Regions from separate parts of the Rattus norvegicus genome. Here region 2 is linked to region 1. Evidence: chromatin contacts called from public Hi-C data. All regions are on one chromosome and are shown on one strand. The core of a region is the stretch at or near the end of the contact, and the rest is flanking DNA. Distances in the headings are between cores, read along the strand shown.

Region 1 (3,775 bases), core at 955-3,454:
CTTCCCTATCCTCAGGCAGTGGGACCTCCAAGAAGCTGGCAAAGCGCAACGCGGCAGCTAAGATGCTGCTTCGAGTGCACACGGTACCTCTGGATGCCCGCGACGGCAACGAGGCTGAACCTGATGACGATCATTTTTCCATTGTAAGTGGCTTGTGTGGGCTCGCCATGTGGTTCACACTGCAGGACGTGGTGTGGAATTGGGTTGGGTCTGTGATTTGGAAGTGAGTTGGACCTGCTTCTCTACCAAACCCAGGGCTCTTTGAACCTGTGACACCTAGCAGTCCCCTCAGCCTATGTGTAGGGTCACTAGGGAAAGCTGGCCTAGGGCAAAGGCCCTGTAGCAACTTTTCCTGGGATGAGGAAGCCTGCCAGGGGTCAGAGTATGCCCTGTTCTTGGGTTCTTAGCTGCATTCTCACCCTTATCTCATTAGGGCGTGAGCTCCCGCCTGGATGGACTAAGGAACCGTGGGCCAGGCTGCACCTGGGATTCCTTACGGAATTCTGTGGGAGAAAAGATCCTGTCCCTTCGCAATTGCTCCGTGGGCTCTCTGGGGTCTTTGGGCTCTGCCTGCTGCAGCATCCTCAGTGAGCTCTCTGCGGAGCAGGCTTTCCATGTCAGCTATCTGGATATTGGTATGGCCAGCCAGGGACTGGGGATGGAGGGGACTGGATCAGAGCAAGTATAAAGGAGTTGGGAGATGGGTGATGTACACTGCTTGGTGCCCCTCCCCACCAGTGCCTCCCTCTTTTTTGGCTTCCAGAGGAACTGAGCCTGAGTGGGCTCTGCCAGTGTCTAGTGGAGCTGTCCACGCAGCCAGCCACTGTGTGTTATGGTTCTGCCACTACCAGGGAGGCAGCCCGAGGTGATGCTGCTCGCCGCGCACTACAGTACCTCAGGATCATGGCCGGTAGCAAATAGCACCCACTACAGTGATGGATATCTGTTACTTCTTGCTCCTTCTGCCCTGGGTCTATGCGTCTGCCTAGCTCTGGTGCCCTCCAGAGGTGCCATCTCTACCTCTGACACAGCTTGCCTGCCTTGAGACTGAGGAAGGCAAAGGCAAGCAAGGAGCCATGAACCACAGGGCCCCAGCCAGCGCAGGGTTTGCCCTCATTCCATGGATGATGAATGAAAGGAAATTGGAATTCTATTGGAATCCAGAATAAATGCTGCTCTTTGGCTTCTTAAACCCTGTGTTCTCTGGCCCTGGGTCATGAGGGTGTCAAAGGAATACACAGTGTTTGTTCTCCTTCTGAACCCCATTCTTTTTGCTACAGGCAGGAGGCAAGGTGCAGTAGCCTTGGGGACCCTCCAGCAGAATGGCTGGAGACTGATTGAGTGGAGGTAAAGGAGGCTATAACTATTGCTCTTGGGCTCCCACCCGTTCCCTGAGAGTCTTGTCCAAACACAGATGCAGAAGCCAGACCACTTTATTTGGGGGCACACATGGAATGTGGGGAAGTGATTTTGCATGCAGACATATCACAGCAGATGATGTTACTTCTTCCCAAAGCGCTGAGGAGCGGCCAGGCTCCAGAACTCTCTAGCCTGGGGACTTAGCTGCTCCTTGCTCCAGGGCCCCCAAGCATTTCTGCCAAACCTTAGGAGAGATTCATCTTTAGTCGGCACTCCCTGTATCTCACCTTCCCTCACATCTTCCTCTGCCCTCCTCCCTTCCCAGCCTCTGCCTTTTGGAACTCACCTCTGGGGCTGAAACAAGAAGGCTGGGTTCCTTCTAGGTCTCTCCATGGCCTGGAGCAGAACACGCATGAGGGACCCAGGAGTCTGGATCCTGTCTGGAGTGTGGGCATACTGTGATGGGTGGGGTCCCTTATCTTCTTCCTGTGATGAGAGAGTAGCAGGGCAGGAACATGGCAATGTCTCGCACACTGAAGACATGGAAGGAAAGAATGGTTTCTGGGGGAAACTTGCATGGGCTGAGAAGCCATTTCCCTGTTAGAAGCCAGGCTTCTTGAAGACCTTAGCAGCCTGGGGAACATCAACCCTGTATTAAAAGTTCCAGCTGGGGAGGGGAGGTGGGTGGGTGGGTGGGTGGGTGGGTGGGGGGCAGCAGGACGCTCACTCACTGCAAAGACTTGGTCTTCACCCCAGCTCCCTGCCTCTTCAGCGTGGCCCCAGTTCCTCAGCAGCAGCAGTAGCAGCAGCACAGCAGCCCACTTGGAATCCATGCTGCCATCTGCCTCCTCCGTGGCACACGGGCTTCTTATACCTGATGTCCCCTACCCCCACCTCATCAGCAGCCTGGGGGAAATCTAGACAGGCAATGGAAATGCATGGCTCTATTAAGAGCCACCTGGGACCCCCTCCCATACCGCCCTGGAGACTTTCTGCTCTCAGTTCTCTACCCCCAGCATGAGCCTGGAGTTATAGACTTTATTAGATGCATAAATCTTGTCTCCAGAGCTCAGGAAGCATTATTAATTGCAGTTTGTCAGAGCTAGGCCCTGGAGGAGCCTTACAAGAACCTCCAATCCTTCAACAGGTTGGAGAAGCTTCAATTGATCACCTCTTGTTCCTGACTGAAGAAACTCCTGTCAGGATTGAGCATTATGTCCTGGATGGGAAGGAACTAGGGTTGAGAGCAGGCTAGTATGACCCAGCTTGGTCCCTAGTCCTGCCAGGAACAGGTAGTCAGGACCACAGACATTTCAATTCCCATTGCTTCTAGTGAGGTTAAATGTGGGTTCACCACTTTTAAGATTTGCCCGTGGATAGTTAAGTGAGAGCTAGGAGACCCTTGTTAGAACCTTACTGAGTAGAGGTGGCTTGCACATTTTGTGGCTAGGCCCACCTTAGCTGTGGAATGGGCCTCCATAGCTGAAACTCTGCTGCCACCTTGTGGCCACTACTCTTCACTGCCACATCTGGCCATTTCTTTTTCCAAGGATCTTGCCTAGGAGGACTTCAGGGCAGGGGTCTTTCCAGGCAGGAATTGATACATTGTTTCAGTTCCCTCAGGTCAGCACGGCCTCTGCCTGGTTCTGGTTCTAGTATACTACTGGAGCTGGTGACTAGGTTCCTGCTTTAGGGAATGAACCACTCTAGGTCAGGGAAGGGTCCTTCACAGGAGCTAGTCCCAACCTCACTTGCAAATGCAGGTGCCAGTGTACCATGTCTCTAGCCTAAACAGAAGGACCATGTCAGGGTTCTAGCCCATGAGCAAAGCAAGCTACTCATACTTTTCCTCACATATGGGAACAGTAAAATGATTTACTTGCTAGGAGAAGCATTTGGGATGCATTTTGTAAAAAAGCACAGACCTGGTGTTTTTGAAATGTCAACTGTGATTCCTTTTGTCTTCCTCCCACTCCAGTCCTGGGGAACTTACCATTTCCAGAGACAGTGCTGAGTGGGCTTGAGCTTCTTGGTGGCCTGTACCAGAGGTCTTAGCTTGTTCAATGAAGTCTTAGAACATCTCTCAGTCCATAAGTAAAAACCCCTCACGCTTGGAGACCACATCTTTGCTCAACAAGGAAGTACTTGATTGGAACCAACTTATATTTTAGGTTTGTGGATAAGTGGCATTTTAAAATCTCTTTCTTGGGGATTAAATCAAAATGAGGAGCCTTATGTATGCTAGTCAGGTGCTATACTGCATAGGGAAACCTAGATCAGGTTTCTATCCGATGTTCTAGAATACAATAATACATCCAGGCTTGGGTGGACCTGTATGTAAGCTTTGTCTCATGATTTCCCATAGAACTTGCTATCATGCATTATAGTTACAATGGTTCACTGCTGCTTTTTGTTG
Region 2 (3,775 bases), core at 824-3,323, 140 kb after region 1:
GCATGGCTCAGAGGGTAAAACCATGTACCTGATAAACCTGATAAACCAAGTTTGACTCTTAGAGCACACAGTGGAAGAAGTACTTCCAAGAGCTGTCTTCTGATCTCTACTGGCACCATGTGTGCCTGTACATTCACACACAATAAAATAATTTAAGATTTGTATGTATGTATGTATTATGTATGTGCACCACATGCATACCTAGTGTCCAATAAGGCCAGAGTGGCACTGGACTCCCTAGAACTGGAGTTAACGGTTAAGAACCATCTCATGGGTGCTGGGAACCAAACATGGGACCTCTGGAACAGCAGCAGTTGCTTGTAACTGCTGAGCCATCTCTCCGGCCCCTAAAAACAAGATCTCTGGTGCCAATATTTTAAACAACTTTTCCAATCTTTATATTTAAGGTGTAGAATGGCGTGGTCTTGACAACACTGATAGGTTGTCAGTGGGAGAGAAAGGATTGTAACTCTGTAATCTCCCTCAGAGGGAGGGAACACTGGAGGTAGAACCTAGGACCTTAGTGTGCACTAGGTAACCTGTTCTACCACCAAGCCACACACCCCCACCCCACTTTTTCTCTCTGAAGTTTGAATATTCCACAAACTAAGACACTCAAAGTGTAGGCCTGTTAAACACTTCCCTTACATACACTGGGCTCAACCCGCCCACGGGTAGATCCGCTACTTGTAAGTCCCGAATTTTTACTTTTATACCAATGTTTGTCTTCAGGCCTCATTCTGTCTAAAACTTTACTTTTTGCTGGATATGCTATAATCCCAGCACTTGGAAGGCAGAATTCCAGGCCACACAGTATGACCCTGTTACCAACAAAATCCTGCCTTTTGTCTTTGCGAAACCTAAACCCAAATTTGCTGCCCAGCTACTCAGGTTCAATTGTGCCTGCCACACCCCTAGTGCTGGGTACCTATGGAAACAGGTGGTTACCTGAAGCTGACTGGCTTTCATTCTGAGTGGATGAACTTCAGGTCAGTAAGGCATCCCATCTCAAAAAGTGAAGGTGAAGTGGAAATGCCCCTCCACATTAACTTCTCAGCACCCACGCATGCATGCTTTCAGACACATGATTAGAGGGAGGTCTGAAGTTAGGCATGGTGGTACATGCATGTAGTCCTAGCACTCGGGAGGCTGATGCAGAAGGATCACAAGTTTGGGGTAAACAAGGGTTATTTATAGAGTTGGCCTTCAAGGGGCCAAAATAGACGTTTTTCCAAAAACAAGTTTTAAGGTTATATCTTTTAATTCCTAAGTGGTCATCTCTCCATTTTATTCCGTTCCTTAAACCTTCCCTCTGGCTGGCAGGTATACATTTTAAAACTTGAACTGCTCCCACCCTCCGGGCTTGCTGCCTATCAGAACCCTCCATTTCTAGCCCGCCATTTAAGATTTTATTTCCAACTTCATTAGCATGTCAGGGCTTTCATTAAAGGCAGGCACTCACTACAACCACAGTTTCTAAAGCAACAGGTCCCACTTCTGCCCTGGTTTCAAGCCACCGGTGCACAGGCAGCTAGCCTGTTCTGTTACCCTACGCCACATTCAGTTTATTTCGAACTGCAGGATGCTGACTAGGGGAGATGGTGGCTTGACTGCTCTGAGCGCCAGAGGCCCTGCGGTTCAAAGTCTGCAAGGTACAAAAACTAAAGTCTACTTTGATTCAGGCTGACAGGAGGAAACAAAGACAGGAGGGGGTAATCTGGGGTTATAACAATGGTGAAAGGCGTGAGGGTGAGCAAACAGCATTATCCTTAAAGCCTTGGTTCGCGTCCCGAGAGAACACGCATGCCAGCATTTGGCTTTCGCCGGCCGCAGAACCCCCAACCCCCGTGAGACACCCAAGATGGCGCCAGGCCCGCGCGGTTAGAGGTCATAGACACGAGGAAGGGGCAGCTCTCCGCGCGGGGATGCCAGCAGCCGCGAGGGTGCGAGGCCCCGGGTGGGAGCTAGCAAGGTCAGGGCGGCCACGCGTCCTCGCAAGGGGTACTGCTGCGCGCGCCTGCGCGGCACGAAGAGGACGCGAGGCCTCAAGGCCTTACCTGCTCCCAGGGTAGAGAAGACAGAGAGGGGGTGGGGGCACGGGAAGCCCAGGAGAAGGCTCTGCGCATGCGCGACTAGAGCCAACGAGTCGCTTTCCCGCGGATAGAGTGAACGCAAGCTAAAGGATCGGCCCGGGCGCTACAGCTCCCCCTGCCAGGTTGGTGGTGTCTCGGGAAACAAGTACGCCATCTGGTGTCCAACAGGAGAAGCTACAAAAGGAGCCCACCGTGTGCGGAAGAGCCGCCAACTCTGCACAGAAGGCCGACCCGCAACGTGGTGGGAAGTGTGGACTGTTTGGCATTTGGAGTCTTGGACTCGAGTCCACTTCCCGAGCATGCGCAAAGGAAAAAAAAAAAAAAACAACCCAGCCTCGTCAGAAATTGTTTATACCATACAGTGAGGGTTGGGGTTCTGTGTTTAAAATGTAGCATGGGGAAATAAAATCACAGACCACTTTGGCTTCTTGTCACCCTAAGGACCCTGGCAACATTGGGTGGTACAGAAGAGAACTGTCCCAATGGGCTAATAGCAAAATGTCACGGCTATTTCGGCTTTAACTTATTTCTTGTTTTCCCTATCTCGCTGATGAGCAGAGCATGAAAAAAAACAAAACAAAACAAACAAACAAACAAAAAAAAAACCCCAACATCTGCGAGTCAGAAACTTGAGGGTAAACAAGGCCTGTATCTCCCTTTTGTGAGTCCTGGGATCAATTAGGAATAACCACACTTATTGCCTGTAGTAGGGGTGCAAGGTCACCCCAGGCGACCAGTTTACCTCTGTCAGACTTGCTGGGGAAAGGGGGGTGCAAGCTGGAATGTGCAGCCGCCCGCGAGGGGCTCTCCCCAAGCCCCTGCTTTGCTTCAGTGCCCTTTCGCCCGCCCCTCCCCCGGTGGCGGTGGGCGGGGGCTTCCGGGCACGAGTCCCGGAGCAGGCCTTTGTGTGCACGCAGGACCAGATGAGCCCAGACGACCGCTGCAAGGCAGACCCAGCCCCGCAGCCCGGCTGTCCGGTTAGGGTGCTTAGACGCAGCGCGAGAAAGACGGGAAGAGCTCACCAAACCCCCATAAAAAAATAAAAAGAAAGCCGGGGCTGTAAATAAAGGCAAATCCGCCACCCTCTGAGGGGCCGTTTGTCCTCCCCTCCTTGGCCCCGTCCTTCCCGCCACCCCCTCCCGGCCCCCGGCCCCGCGGCGCCCCGGCCCCGAGCTCCTCCATTTAATCGGATTTGGGAGAAGGGGAGGATAAATCACGGCAGCAGCTTTACGGTCCCGGAGGAGAGGCGAGCCGCAGCCAGGCACACCCCGGCCGGCGATAAAAACCGCCGCTGAAAGCCCACGGAGCAATTTCCCGGGACCCCGAGCGACGCCATTACAGGAATGTAATTTTGCCCGGATGAGGCCCCGAGTTTAATTATCCTCGCGGAGGAATTTCAATGCGGCCAATCCATCTTGCAGGCGGGCGGCAGAGGGATTTATATGGGCCCGTTATTTCACACCGATCCTCCATCTGCATTTTTATGGCCCTGAGCTCCTGAAAGGGAGGGAAAGTGTGGGGGGGAAAATGGAAGAAGAGGGTGGGGGGGACTCCCCGCCTTTCCTAAACCTTGGGTTTCAGCCGGATTAGGATTCTCGCAGGTTCTCCTGAGGTCCCCAAATCTCCCTCCAGGGCCAGTTGTTGACCCGGGCAAGGGCGGGTCCAGGGATCTTTAGGAAGCA

The links. A called contact is a pair of places that touch in the nucleus more often than the background predicts.
Region 2: a contact with region 1 is called in a Hi-C map of Schwann cells, with 6 times the contacts expected there. The contact joins the promoter of Atp5mc2 here to the promoter of Npff in region 1. A contact is called at or near these places in 10 of 12 Hi-C or Micro-C datasets (the A7r5 cell line, Schwann cells, frontal cortex and 5 more) and 1 of 1 datasets of contacts at active chromatin or transcription factors (oligodendrocytes).

The regions. Positions count from the first base shown.
Region 1 is chr7:135,531,635-135,535,409 of GRCr8, forward strand. Npff (neuropeptide FF-amide peptide precursor) reads right to left here and starts at 2,205. Exons shown (of 3, transcript NM_022586.1): 1 at 2,091-2,205; 2 at 1,706-1,845; 3 at 1,416-1,603. The coding sequence starts at 2,192. The coding sequence ends at 1,501. Tarbp2 (Tarbp2 subunit of RISC loading complex) reads left to right here. Exons shown (of 9, transcript NM_001034941.1): 7 at 16-143; 8 at 434-635; 9 at 764-1,192. The coding sequence ends at 921.
Region 2 is chr7:135,676,145-135,679,919 of GRCr8, forward strand. It overlaps Atp5mc2 (ATP synthase membrane subunit c locus 2), which reads right to left and starts at 2,074. Exons shown (of 5, transcript NM_133556.2): 1 at 2,058-2,074. It overlaps LOC120093744 (a long non-coding RNA gene), which reads left to right and starts at 1,515. Exons shown (of 2, transcript XR_005487427.2): 1 at 1,515-1,652; 2 at 2,165-3,143.